Regions from separate parts of the Rattus norvegicus genome. Here region 2 is linked to region 1. The links are chromatin contacts, called in public Hi-C maps. All regions are on one chromosome and are shown on one strand. The core of a region is the stretch at or near the end of the contact, and the rest is flanking DNA. Distances in the headings are between cores, read along the strand shown.

The links. A called contact is a pair of places that touch in the nucleus more often than the background predicts.
Region 2: a contact with region 1 is called in a Hi-C map of liver, with 6 times the contacts expected there. The contact joins two enhancer-like sites. A contact is called at or near these places in 3 of 12 Hi-C or Micro-C datasets (kidney and liver).

The regions. Positions count from the first base shown.
Region 1 is chr17:53,076,809-53,084,024 of GRCr8, reverse strand. LOC102549623 (a long non-coding RNA gene) reads left to right here. Exons shown (of 7, transcript XR_596808.4): 4 at 1,854-2,015; 5 at 4,993-5,146. Among named protein-coding and RNA genes, the nearest start is that of Inhba, 720 kb to the left of the region's middle. Within about 2 kb of position 3,789, at least 1 of the 93 cell types and tissues checked has an H3K27ac peak or open chromatin away from gene starts, as enhancers often do. A contact at or near this core is called in liver, where this site is marked.
Region 2 is chr17:53,482,715-53,489,930 of GRCr8, reverse strand. All of the region lies in intron 1 of LOC120097752 (a long non-coding RNA gene), which reads left to right. Among named protein-coding and RNA genes, the nearest start is that of Inhba, 320 kb to the left of the region's middle. Within about 2 kb of position 3,565, at least 2 of the 93 cell types and tissues checked have an H3K27ac peak or open chromatin away from gene starts, as enhancers often do. A contact at or near this core is called in liver, where this site is marked.

The DNA of each region.
Region 1 (7,216 bases), core at 2,540-5,039:
TGTTTCCCGTGATAGCCACTGGAGACCTGGACCGATGCTGCTAAGTTTCTCAATAAAATGGACTGTGGTTTTTCCTCTTGTTTCAGAGGTTGCACTTTGGTATTTCTTTCATTTTCCCACAGAAATCCTGCCTGATGCAGGATGCTATGCAGTAAAAAGAGAGTGATTTATACAAGGCATAAATTTTTGAAATGAGCAAACAGTTTAATTTAACTGGAGTGAGAGATCACATAAGAAAATAATGAGAAAACCATACAATTATCTCAATGGATGTTGAAAATGCACTGGACAGACTCCAACACAGAGACCTAAGCAAAAATAGATGGCTGCTTTCTTAACGCAATCAGAAGCATCTTTGTCAGCGGTTGTATTTGGTGATGGAACATTTCAGGAATTCTAATTAATGTAAGCCACAAAACTCAATAAGCAGTTAAGTAGAAACTTTATAGATTTGATGCTTTGATACATGCTTAAATTCTGACATGACCACTTTTCTTTTGTTATAGGAATTTGGGGAAATAGTTCTAAAGTTTGTTCTAAATGGACAAAATTACACATGCAAACAGCAAAGACTTATTATTAAAAATCTTAATATGTATTTAACAGCAAAAATACAAATGATTTAACACTGGTATATCAATTAACCAGTGAGGGACTAGAAAGATAACTCTATGACTAAGAACATTGGCTGTTCTTGCAAAGGACCTGGTTTGATTTTCTACACCCACAAAACAGCTGACAACTATTTGTAACTGCATCTCCAAAAATTTCAGCTCCCTCTTCTGGGTTCCGCAGACACAGTACTCATGTGGTATGCATAACTCTCTGCTGACAAAGACTTCATATATATGAATAAATAATTATGAATCAGTTTTTATTTTAAAAATCACAGAAATATTTTCTGATGAAATTTAAAATTATAAATTTTAAGAATTATTTTTAAAAATAGGCAATAGAATTATAAGTTCTCTTTGCTATTTTAGGAATTAATTTTTCTTTGAGAGTGTGTGTGTGTGAGTGTGAGTCTGTGTGTGTGTGTGTGTGTGTGTGTGTGTGTGTGTGTGTGTGTGTTAATGAAGAGTCAAAGAAAAGTGGAAGGCAAGCTTGTAGCTAGCCATTTGAACCTTTGGCTATTGATAGAACAGCTAAAATTGCCAAGGCTTTTGAAATCTTCAAATAATACATTGAATATATATAAATATATTAGTTGTTATTATTCCACTTTTCTTTAAACAAATTATACTAACTTATATGTATCTGCACCTTTAAATTCACATGTAGTATCTAAATTAGCACACACATTCAGAGGACATTTTTAGATATATTTTGGAACAGGACCACCACCTGCCATAATTGTATATGGGATTTAGAATGTTTCATTTGTACTCTTAGCTATGTGAAGGAGAAAGGATAGGTTATTCCTTTTTTTCCATGGGCCTTTTGACAACTTTTCTTAGCAAACTTGTAGGGGGAAAAATTAAAGTATGTGACTTTGCAAAAACAACAACAACAACAACAACAAAAATCCATTCTTTTCATTTTACCTCTCTTATGGTACTTGGCATGGTAGGAAGTAACCTGTAGGGTATCCAGCCATTACATGTAGATGTGAAAACATCAGAAATACTTCCTAACCTTTGGTTTGATGCCTGAAAGATGCTATTATAAAAAACATCCTCAGAAGTCTCTTGAGACAGAGCCCAGCATATCACAAACACTCTAGACATATGCTCTGTTGATTTTCCTTGAATTCTTTAAATCCAGAGTCCCCTGTGGGCCACAGGTATAGAAGACACATGTTACAAACACTATGACTGCACCCATGATCCAGATGATTGCCTTCTTCTTCCTAGGTTGCAATTCATTCCAGGAAAAAGTTATCAGAATTCACCCAGGTCAGAGGCTTCCATCCAAGCTACTCTATGGCTGGCCATAAAATTACCGACATATTCCTTTGTGGTTGGGAATCTGTTGCTAGCAACAGAAGATGAAGAATTTCCATGCTGAATGCACAGGTAAAATACAAATCCTGTTCATATAAAGAGAAGTCTTGTCCTAGTGGTTCTTCCTAGTCATATATCAAATACTGTTCTGCTCTGCTAAGCTGCTGATACATTTCTGAGGCTAACTTGTGTACTATTGCTTAGGTCTTATACAGCATGTTGGGTTACTTAAGAGAAGGAACTATTAAACAGAAGAAAGAATTTTACTATATTTACATGGATTATATTTTTTTAAATAGGAACTTTTTCTAGTGATGCCATTGCAGAATCCATGGGTTGCACATCTATGGTTAGCTAATCATCAGACAGGTACCAATGCTTATGGAGTTGACTTTTCCTATGGGGCCTGTTTAAGATCTCAGGTTATACCAGTGTTTGTTCTGTTAAAATTCAAATACCTCTGGGTGGTGGAGATGTGTACTGTGCTCTGTATCTTGCTCTAATCTTTCTGGCTATGATTTCTGAGCTATGCTTCCTAATGTGAAGTAATAGTTACAACAATGGAGGCAAGGCAGGAGAAGTTCTCTTTCATGAACACCAAGACTGAGCTTATGATGCCCAATCCAGTCTGGGCCAAATCTCAGAACATGATTCCTTCCATGCTCTTTCCCATCTTGGAAGGTATCCTTTGAATTTTATTTCTTAATGTGTTTTTTACCCATGTTCAAATTTTCTATCTTCGTTTTCTACCTCACAGTTAAAGGCATATTTTCTTCTTTCCTTCACAATGGAGTAAGCTCACTTAATTTGCCAGTCACCCAAGCTGGAAGAGAGGCCCTTCTGACCAACTGACCATGCTCATGATCGAGAAAAAGTGAGGAGAAGTTTTGAGAATTCCAGCATGCCTGTTAATGATGCCAGACAGTATAATAGTGTAATATTTATTTGCTCTAAAATTCATTTTATTTTCTTAAGTCTACCCTAATAAGCAATTCCCTAATAATCTGGCCTTTTCCTTCCATATTCTCACTGTGGAAAGAGAACTGTTGCCCCATAAAGGCTGCTATGCTCAAATCAAGGACAAAATTGCCCCTAAGTTACCTCAGAAAAGCCATTAAAATGTGAATTTTTCTCACCCTCAGTGTCTTGATACTAGCACAACTGGGGACTCTTACATGTGGTAGAACTTTAAAAAAAAAAAAAAAGGACATTCTCTGCTTCACGTTGTAAAAAATGCTTCTTTACTTGGAGGTCTCAGAATAGGTCTGGTCGATACCAAACACCTATGCTGGGAAAAACAGGAGCAAACAATGCCATAGGGGACTGCCTTTGAAATGGAGCCTGGGAACCAGTCAACCACACAGCAGTATTTGTTTGCTTTCCTTGTTTTCCCAGAACAGTACTCACCTGAAGCAACAGCCTGTACTTTGTCCTTTGTGGGGACGAGGAGGGGCACAGAAGGGATGCTTTCTGGCTGCTTGTCAAGGCGTTCCCAACAAGAGACGGTTCAGAGTTTGTATCTTAGGTAGCCCTGGGCCTACTGTTCACTTCACCTGGGTAGATATGCAAAGACTTTGGCATCCTCAGCTAAGGAAAAATTCTTTAGCCATCCCTTTCCCAGAATTCTCAGGGAATCTTTCTGTTTTCCTTGTACTGGTGTGAGTTTTGTCTCCATACTGCAGCTAGGGCAGCATTTAGCCAGCTCTTACTTTGCATTCAGTCCAGCAGAAGTAGTTACTTTCCTCTGTGAACCTTATTTCCAAATATCAAAAAGGAAACAAGGGACTCGTTTCTAGGACAACCTATTTGCCAACCTCCTAATCTTGCCGTTCATTCATGAGGGCGAAGGTGAGCCACTCTCTTCCACTGATACTGGAATCTAACTAAAGTCAGGGTTTCTCAAATGACAAGACCCAGGTGGTACTTTACAGGCCTTATTTGGTGTGGTTGCTTTAAATATACAAAGTAAAGAGAGTATTATTATACCAGAGTTGAAACATCACTGTACATGTGAAAAACCAGAGCTTGGTGACTTAGACTTGACATTCCCCAAGTCAAGGATTTGATTATCTCTGCTCAAAGGTCTAGTTCATTGATTTGTTTGTGTGTTTGTAGAAACAGTCTGTCCTGGAACACCTGATTCTTCTGATTTGGGGGATGGCAGGAGTATATAGAGTACCTTACAATTGTGATATTGTATCCCCTCTCTATTTCTGGAGCCTGAGATTAGGTATCTCAATTTAAACTTTTCAAAGAAAAATGTGATAGCTGAGTTAGTTACTATCTAGTAAAGATTATTTTTGTTAATCAAATCTTTGCTTCAGTCTTCCTATTATTTGACTCTTGGAGAACTCTCTTGGTTTCCCAAAACATCCTTGGGCTGCTAGTATAACCACATGTTGTGACCCTTTTGCTTCATGAGGTAGGGACTTCTGAGTATCGTAGTTTCATTTGGGGACTATAGGGCTGGCTTTCCAGGAATCAAGCTTTGTTATATTCTGAAGAGGCACTTTCCAACGCAGGCTTTGCTAAGTAATTTAAATAACCAAATGTGTGCCATTGGCCTCGATCATTTTACTTTAGTTCACAAATAAGATGAGAAGACTATTATTAACCCCTTCCAGATATCTAATTCTTGCTACATATCTAGAACTCCAAAGCTTCTAGTACTTAGAAGTAAAATTGGCTCTTGTGACACATCATCACTAAGGACAGCAGTGACACTAGAGTGGCCGCAACAAGAGAGGGATGATACTAGGTGAATAGAGGCTAGTAAGTCTTGGCTATAGGTTACATGAACACCCTGGGATAATATAAAGGCTTGATTGAAAGGATTTTTGGCACTATATTGGCAAGCAAAAGAAGAAACACAAAGATATGTACTGTGATAAAAAAGAAAATGCCAAAAGTAAAGATGGAAAGAAGGAAAAATAAATAGAAGAGAAAAATCCAGCTTAGGCATTCATAGAAATCAGACGTTAATTCTAAGGTGACATTAAGTAAGGAATTTGAAATCTTGTCTTAGACCCATTTCTATTGGTGTTAACAGAATACCCAAGACTATGACCAATGAAGTACAGAGGTTTTGGCTAGACCATGGCTTGGGATGCTATGAAAGCCACGACCATGGCTTCAATATTTCTTCACTTCTAGAGAGAGAGTCCTCACACTGCTTCACCTCACAGCAGGAAGCAGAAAGGCAGGTAAGAAGATGTAAAAGTGTATTATGAGCAACAGCTTTGATTTATAAACAATCTATCTCACATGAAAGGGGAGAACATACTCCTAAAACACATGGGCCCTTCTAAATAAATGGCACAATCGCCCTTAATGGCCCCGCCCGCAGGGATTACCATAATGACAATCAAATTACAATGTGAGTTTTGAAGAGGTTGGCTCCTCTTCTGCCCACCTAGAAATACTGTCTATTCTGGGACTTAGCACGACTTTCCATTTTTCTTCAGCTTTCCCTCTTGTGTTTTGTTCCATTTGAACTCTGGCAGGCTTTTTAACATTCTCTACCTGCAGTAGCCGTGGAACACAGCAAATGCTGGCCCTAGGATGAAGTAAAAATACTCCAGAATATTATGCAGCAATACAAATTTGATGGACTTTCCTTTGTAACATTGATAGGACTCCCCTCTATAACAAGCCAGGGTTGCTTGGTCTATGTCTCTTATAGTGAAGCTCTGGATTCCTTACCTATACAGAGACTCCCATTCCTACTTCCTCTCTCTTCAGTAATTACTTCGCGAACGTTTTGAAAGTTACATGCCTCCCACTGCAATCAAAGAACTACTTTGGTTCTCCATTTCTCCACCTGACATCATGATATCACTGCTACCTTATGCTTGTTATTGTCTTAAAATTGTTAAAATGCTTCCATAACCTTTTTTGTGTTGAATTCACGTACCTGTCTATAACCTATAAACTCATCACTATACCTGATATTGCTTTGGCATTTTTCTTTCTTTTTTGTGAGAAATAAGTCAAAGTATTTATTTATGACATATTTATATACTTACAAAATTGATTTTTATCCAATACATCATTCTAAGTAATATCAAAAAATGAATACAATATCCTAGGGAAAAAAATCTACACTTAATAATTTATATTTAGCAGAGCAACTTTTATATCAGATTATCAATTTGGCTTCCCAAATCACACAGTCCTATTTAGTTTTCCTTCTTTTTTCTCCTTTTGCAAAATAAGGGTAAACTAAAGGGCAAGTTGATATAATTTAGTTGACCCTGAGTAAGAGCTACTTTGCATAATTCAGAATAGTTGTCCATTACATGCTTTCCTTTGCTTTTCTCCAAACCCACACTTACCTCTATCTAAAGACTGAGGAGAAACATAATGATGAGAGAATCAGAAAACTCCCAGCTTCTAAAGCTTTCCCAGCTTCAGAAGTCTGTGGTGGTACGGAGGGCTGGGCTCGGGCTTCAGTTACAGCGCTTGCTTGGAGTAAATGATTCTCAGCTCCACGTCCAGCATTATCATGAAGAAATCAAGCCAAAACAGAAGCAAGACAAGAAACAAAAACTGAACAGGACTTTGGAACTAAACAGCCGAGCAAGCCTGTGAGATGGATGTTAATTCATTTTTCCTCTGACAAAAAGAAACTAAAATAAAAAGCCAATAATCTGGAGTTCAAAACAAAAAACAAAAACTTCACAAAAAACACTACCACCAACCATGGCAATAGTGACAAACTATTACATGATTTTTCCCGAAAGGCATCTTTCAAATAACTGAGACCCTACCACCCAGACAAGATGGCATGCTGCAAGGCCAAGATTCTCAAGACCATATAGAGCAGAGCCAAGGAAAGACAGAGCCTGTGGCCTAAGCTTGCCCACAGCTCTCCACACCTTAAACTCTCCTCTATCATTTGGTCAAAATCTCTGAGAGTTGTTTTTGTTTTCTGCTAGTTTGGAAACTGAAGTCTAGAAAGAATCCTACAAACTAATATTTCAGCAGGCAACAGGTCACCCCTCTCTGGGACACTGTGTTTTAATGCGCTTCCGTCGGTTATGTGACTTGAAGAAATGCACTCCTAAATACACAGCTGTAAGCAATAACGGAGGGTGTGTTCCAAAGATACTGAGGATACATGGTTTTTGTTTATGAACAGCTTTCAAACTACATGTGTCCAGGATCCCCTCATATGGTGTCCCTATTCCTCATAAGGAATTACTTTTCTGAGAAATTGATTTCTGTACCTGCTAAGAGTACGAACACAGGTAGGGGGACTCCACTGTCATGGA
Region 2 (7,216 bases), core at 2,316-4,815, 410 kb before region 1:
TTTCACAATTTTCCTTTAAACAGTTGAAGAACACTTGAATATAAGAAGTATTAGCTCACACAATTTACCACTGTTTATTAAATGTCATCTTTAAACACAATGAATTTCATAGTTTGTTACCTACAAAAGGTAAAAACTCAAGTTTTACTGTGGTTGGGAGGCTGCATATTAAGCAGGTTCTTCAGATTTCTATACCAATTGGGAAATTCTAGGATTGAAATCAAATTTTAGATGGTATCCTTAATTGCTGTGTATTTGACAGTTACAGAACATTCACTTATTGTGGTATAAATGGCATATAATTTATTCCACATGGCAAAATTTCTACAGGCAATTAATTGGCTTGCAGAGCTGTTAAAATAAATCAGAAGTTCAAAATGCTGGAAAGGTTGCTCATCATTTAAGAGCACTGACTGCTCTTCAAGAGGACTAGGATTCAATTCCCAGGATCCACACGAAAGGTCACTACTCCACTACAAGGAGATCTCGTACCCTTTTCTGGAGTGACATTGTGCACAGACATATAAACATAGATAAAAAATAAATTATTTAAAATTATGAAATCCAGTATTTTATTGGGCTGTCATGGTAGCATAGTCTTGCAATCTCAGTTTTTAAGGATTCTGAAGTAGGAGGATTAAAAATGCAAGGCCAGTTTGAATATCAAGAGAATTGAAAGCCAGCCTGGGAACACATTTTTAAAAAAATAATAATAGTAATAGAAGAGCACACATCCATATACGAAAGGTCTCATATTTTCTCAGTATTGCAAAACAAAACCCCGAAAGAATATGGAATTATCTTCAAAGTTTCCTGATGATTCAACAAGTGCCCCTACTCTCCTAGACAGTGTGCAGTCACACCTGTTTACAGATTAAGAGTGATGAGAAGATTGCTAGAATCCTGTGCATTACAACCCTGAGCAGGAGACCATGTGCCAATGCTGAAACTAATCTGCAGCAAGAAGGGAGGGGGATGTCTTAGCTGCTTTCCACTTGCTCTGACAAAACTTCATAACCAAAGCAACTTCTGAAGAGTTTATTGGAGGGAAAGTTACAGTTTCAGATCGTCAATCCATGAACACTACAAGGGGCATGACAGCAGCAGACGAGCTCAGCACTGGAGTAGTACCTGAAAACGTACATCTGATCCACATACGTAGCTGGGAAAGGCAGTATGGAAACCTCAAAGCTTTCCCAGTGACACATCTCCTCCAACAAGACCACACATTCCCTAATCTTTCTCAAACATTTCTGCTAATAGGGTATTCAAGCACATGAATCTGTGCTGGGGCCATCATTTTCATTCAGACCACCAGAGAAGGGAGTCATATCACAGGCTGATAAATATCAATGCCTCACCTGGGAAGCAGGTGCCTGTAACATAGGGCTCCCTAATATCAGAACAAAGCTTGCCTGCCCTGGACACCACAGGGAAAATGCAACTTGATACTTAAGTAAAAAAAAAATTACATAAAAAAACCTCACAACAGCCCCTACTAAAAGAAAACCTTTGTGAATGAGCTGAAGGGCACATGGATAAAATTTCCCCTAAAATATACATTGTTTAGACTGTGGGAGGTGGTGATTTTGGGAAACCATGGTCCATGTTTTACCAAATCTAAACTTTGGGGAAGAAAATACAGTTTCAGAGTGTTGACAACCAATAACATAGTGAAACTCACTGTCAGAATACAATTTGAGTGTGGTTAGCTGAACGTTTGGAAAGCCTGTGGTATGGCTCTGATGAGTCAGCAGCTCTGGCCACCTACAGCCTGCGTGTGTTATGTCTGCAGTTTGAGCACAGGACAGAGAGAAAGGGGATGGGAGAAGAGGAAGTATGCTTACGTTCTTCTTCATAACCCTATCGGCAGTCATCCAAAAATAGAATTTTTGTTCTTCTAATATATAGTAGATCTATATGTAATAGACGTAATGTATTGCATTACATGCTAGGGATCCAGTGGTGCTTATTACACAGTAGAGGAGTAAAAGTTCTGAGAATCCTTGCCTCTGAGAACCCTACTACTCAGAGATGAAGGAAGGCATGTGCAGGTGATGGTTAATTGTTCTATGGAGCATCTCTGGGGGTTATGGGAGCAGAAAAGGGGTTCCTGCATATCCCTGCCTGCCTTTGAAGTATACTCCTCCTATGCATTGTGCTTAAAGGTCTGAGGGAAACTGATGAGGCAAATAAAGCATAGATTCTTCCAGGCAAATTAAGCACACGTCCCCACTAGTTTTTGAATCTACACATCTGACGAAGACACCTTAATCCATGGGTTTCTAAATCATTTCTCTTTAAGTATCCTAATTTGTTAAAGTTCAAGAAAAGATTTCCTTTCCCTCCTCTCCATTCTTCTCCCTCCTTTCCTTCACTCTTCCTACCCTTTCTCCTTCTTTTCTTCCTTATTTCTAAATCTATCCCTCTTTTAAAACCTCTCCCTCTCTCAATCTCTCTTCTTCTTCTCTGTCAATAATAACTTCATTACACTAAATACAGACTCTCTAAGAGCAAAGGTGTGAATAAGACCCAGTGTTATGAATCCCTGAAACTCAAATGGCCTTTGAGTTTGACAACCCTGCACTAAATCAAACAGGCCATAACTAGTGCAATCACTTGCTTCTTATCTAGGTTATGGCCATTCGTCAAAAACTGATGCCAAGAGGCATTTGGATTATAGGTGTTCCAATTAAATCTTCTTTGAGTTTTCATATGATGCAATGGTCCAAAGGCTAGGGATCCAAAATAGTAGTTAATTCCTGAGCCATCGATCAGAACTGTTTGAGAATTGGAAAACTGGTCTTCCCCTGCTTGTAAATGCTATCCCCAATGCCCCCAAACAACTGTTAAAAGTTTTCTTTGGGATTTAACTAAGATTGCTGGGGATTTAAGGTACCAGCTGCCAGATTGTTAAAGTGCATTAATGTTTACAGTGATTATGATTACGAGATCTAATAATAAATACTTGCATATACTGGAGCACAGCCCAAATCCTGTTTCACAAGAAAGTTTCAGTGTAAAGCCACAGTTCTTCAGAAAGCTTCATAGAGGACAATCTGAGAGCATCTAGGCCTCCACAAAGGTATGCCGGCAGGCTAATCAAATTCTCTCCAGGCCTCGAATGCTTTATAAAATAAGAAAAGAAAAAATGTCCATTTGAACTGTAACTTTTCATTTTGACCAATTTGGATAAGCTGGATGTATGAGAGCATTGCACTTCAGATTCTGAGAAGCATCCTACAAGTCATAGAAATAGCTGCAGTTAGAAATGCCTCCCAAGTGCTACTACGGAGGACATCATTGGCTCCCATGAGCCTCTGTGATCTTAAACATGCATTGTGGCCATTCTTACTGCACTTTAATCTATCCAAGGATGTGCAGCTCTTGCATTCAAAGTATCTCTCTGGTCCAGTGAGGTCCAGGTCAAGGTCTGATTCACTGCAGGCCAGAAACTTCTCCTGAACTGCCAGTCTACATTCTGGGATGGAGTCAAAGTCCAAAGCGAAGTTCTTCCTACTCTGCAGAATGCAGTTCTAGGAATATTTGCTTAACACTACTGTTATGAGCAGTGTGAGCAGCACGCCAAGTCCAACTTCCTCTCTGGACTATACAACCAGTAGTCCACTGTCAATGCACACATAGAAGATGCTGATTGCTCTATTTCTAACAAAACACACACACACACACAAATACACACACACACACACACCACATACACACACCATATGCATGCACAAATACCTCATATATGCACACATGCACACACATAGATATACCATACATACATGCATGCGCACACACACACACACACATACCAGACATACAGAAACACACACAGACATAAACACACCACAAATACATGCATGTATGTGTACACACACACACACACACACACACAAACACACACACAGACATAAACACACCACAAATACATGCATGTATGTACACACACACACACAAACACACACACACACACACACACACACACACACACATCAACCAAAACAAACCAACAAGATAACTAAAAACAGGTTTCTACACTTTTTGGTGACATACTTAATGTTCAGGTGCTAGACATTGTCTAAGGATGATGATGATAAGGACATTGAAAATCTTCTGGCAATATGAAAAAAGCTCAGAGACAACAGAGGCTAAAACTCAGAAGTCCTAAAAAGAAATTAGTGAAAAAAAAAACCTGAGAAACTGATGAACTTTTAGAGCTCTCCAAATCTCAGGAGTATTGAGTGTCCCTTTTATAGGAGAGAGAACCAATCTGTACCCCAGGACTAATACCGTGGACTGCAGAAGGCAAATGTTTACAAACTGTGCTGGATTGTTTAATCCAAAACCTTTTCCTCCTGTCTCAGGATTGTATGTCTACATGAAGTTCAAAGGCTTTTAAAGATAAGGTGGGCCAGCAAGCACCCGGAAAGCCAATGAGAAAGCTGTTTGCTTGTCAACCTGATATGGCCTGATTTTACTGATAGCCAATGCACAGTTTGAAAAGTGATGAAAGAAACTCTAGTAGGGGAAAGTGTCAGAGTGATCCCTGCAAAAGACCACTGGCAGAAGAACAAAACCTGTACTGTGACTCCTCACAGACCAGCGAGCAGCTACCTACACGTTGAGTTCAGAACTGGAAGATTCTGATAGGATAGTCTGAGCACAGGGGTGAGGCCTTTCACCTTCCTGGTTTTCTTTATTTTGGTGTGAGGAATAATCTCATAAGTCTTTCTGCTTTGCCGAGCTGTCGGATGAGATTTCTTTATATTTCCATCAGTGAGATTTGTTTTGAGGTAACATACTTTTTATTATTTGAAATTTTGCATAGTTTTATTATGGTATAATTAATCTACAGTCAAATGTTCATATTTTAAAAATAAACAGGTTTGTGTTGAGGTAGCTTAGTGGTAGAGTGTTTACTTAGCTCGTTCCACAGGATCCATCAATAGCCAATACTTCGCTGGTGAGGATCACAGCCCCATGAACCCCTCCACCGTCCATGACTGTCCTTGTACAAGTGAGTGAAGCTGATGTAAATTCATTGCCTCCATGCCCCAGCAGTCTAACTGTTCTTTTCTTCCTGCCTCCTTTACCACAGTGCATTTCTCAAGAGAAATAATATAGAAGAATTTAGGGCTGGTCTCGTACAGGCCACTTAAACTCAGCCCTTAGAGCAGTCGTGAATCTTTGAGGACATTCAATACGAAAAGCAATTTATCCACCCATAGCACACTTGCCGTGCACATGCCTGCAGTAGCTCTCTGGGCCTCAACACATTTCTATGTTATTACTTCCCTTCATAATTACATAGAAACCTGATAATATTACTATTATTTCTCTGAGAAAGGGACAAAACTCCCAGCAACTAAACAACTCAGTCAAGATCATATTATTTTAGTAGTGAGAGACTTGAGCTTAGGTTCCTTGGTCTCCAAAGCATTTATCTTTCAAGTGTAAACACTGTTCTCTAGAAGACTAGTGAAAACTATGTTCTGTGGAAATTACATCACAGGGGACACTTGAAATTACATTTCAAAGTGACAGAAATAGCTTTCTTTTTAAAATTATCCAAACTACTTACTGATGAAATGAAATAGATTGCATGACAATTCATTTGTGTTACTTTATTCTTGTCAGGATTTAAATTTTTTTCATCAAAAACATAAAGCACAAGAGAAAAGAAAATCCAAATGGAATAAAACAAAATCCAGAAACTTACTGAAGAGAAGATAAATGAACAAAACTGTGCCGCAGCAAAGGAGCTTCACATCCACATTTGAGAAATTCATCCATCGATTACAAATTCGTATTTAGACATTAAGTATCTTTTCTTATTGCCTGGAATTAGGGTACATATTTGTAATTATAACACTTGGAGTCTGAGACAGAGGAAAATGAAATCAAGCTAAGTCTGGGTAACACAGTGAGACAGTTTCAAAGAGAAACAAAATCGTTGCATGGAGGTTATTGGAAATGAGATTTGGAGGGTATGAACGAAGAGATTGACTGTACTATATTTCCTCCCTAACTGTGCACAACTCCATTTATCATTCATCTTTGAGTTCTATTTTGTACCTAGTAACTAAGATTTGGCATTATATTCTAGTTTGGGTATTCTATAGTGGGTAACACAACACATCAAATTCACCACTCAATATGATTCCTAGAACTAGGGTAGCTTTTGCATGTGGTTCTCTAACCCCATTGTCTCTAGCTACTTGCATCCAATATAAACACTAAAGATAGAACAAAGCTCCATATGAGGACTTAGGCATTGGTCCTTATGAACATGGGTCTTACTATCACTGGTAATCTTAGTTGAAACTTCCAGAATAAGTGGCTTTGCCTGCTTGCAAATCAGCTAGGGGGAAAAAAAAGAAAGAAACTGTCAGGGAATGCTGAAACATTTAGCTGGGCTGTGAGCTAAAAGGGTGTAGCTGCTGCCATCTTTGTTGGCATGTCTCAAGTCAAGAACAAGACAGCTCCTAGCAAATCTGTTTGTATCACAGTGGTGTGTCCATTTGTTTGTGGTAGTGACATTGTACTGAATGGGTTGCTAGAGTGTTCTTTCTTTCTTTTTGCTCACTTCAAGTTTGTATGGTTAGGAAGCAATTCTGAACAGCCATGCCTATATGGGAACTGCAGACGGCTACCCAGACTCTCAGCACAAACACTATCTCTTCCGGTAGAGCAAGACCTTTAAGTTTCTGTACATACCTCTGTGTCTTCTAGTGCTGTTGTATGTGCTTACTTGAGAACAAGATCTGGAAACTGGATATATCTGCACACGTCAAGCAGAGGATTGAAGAGAATAAAGGTGCACTGGGAATTAAATAACATTATATGCACATAACATCCGTTTATGACTTTGGGGATGGAAAACAATAGACAGAATTCTCAGTACAGGGTTAAGGTTTCCACTGCAGGATTCCCAGGACCATTAATGAAAATCGTGTGGCTGACTCTTGTCACATCTGCTGAGAACTCTGCCTGAAGTGTCCTCATTATGCAAACTTTGGGAGCTCATAAGCACTGGGTTGAATTAGCATGCTCTTTTCTGGGTGCCAGTCCTTGCCTTGTTCTTTCAGTCCATCTATGTGAGCATGCGCCTTCGCTTTTATTTTTGCTCAGTTTGCCTCAGGTCATTTCTGAGCCATCAAAGAGAAGGCACAAAAAGAAAATAAAATAATGATGGCCATTGAATGTATCA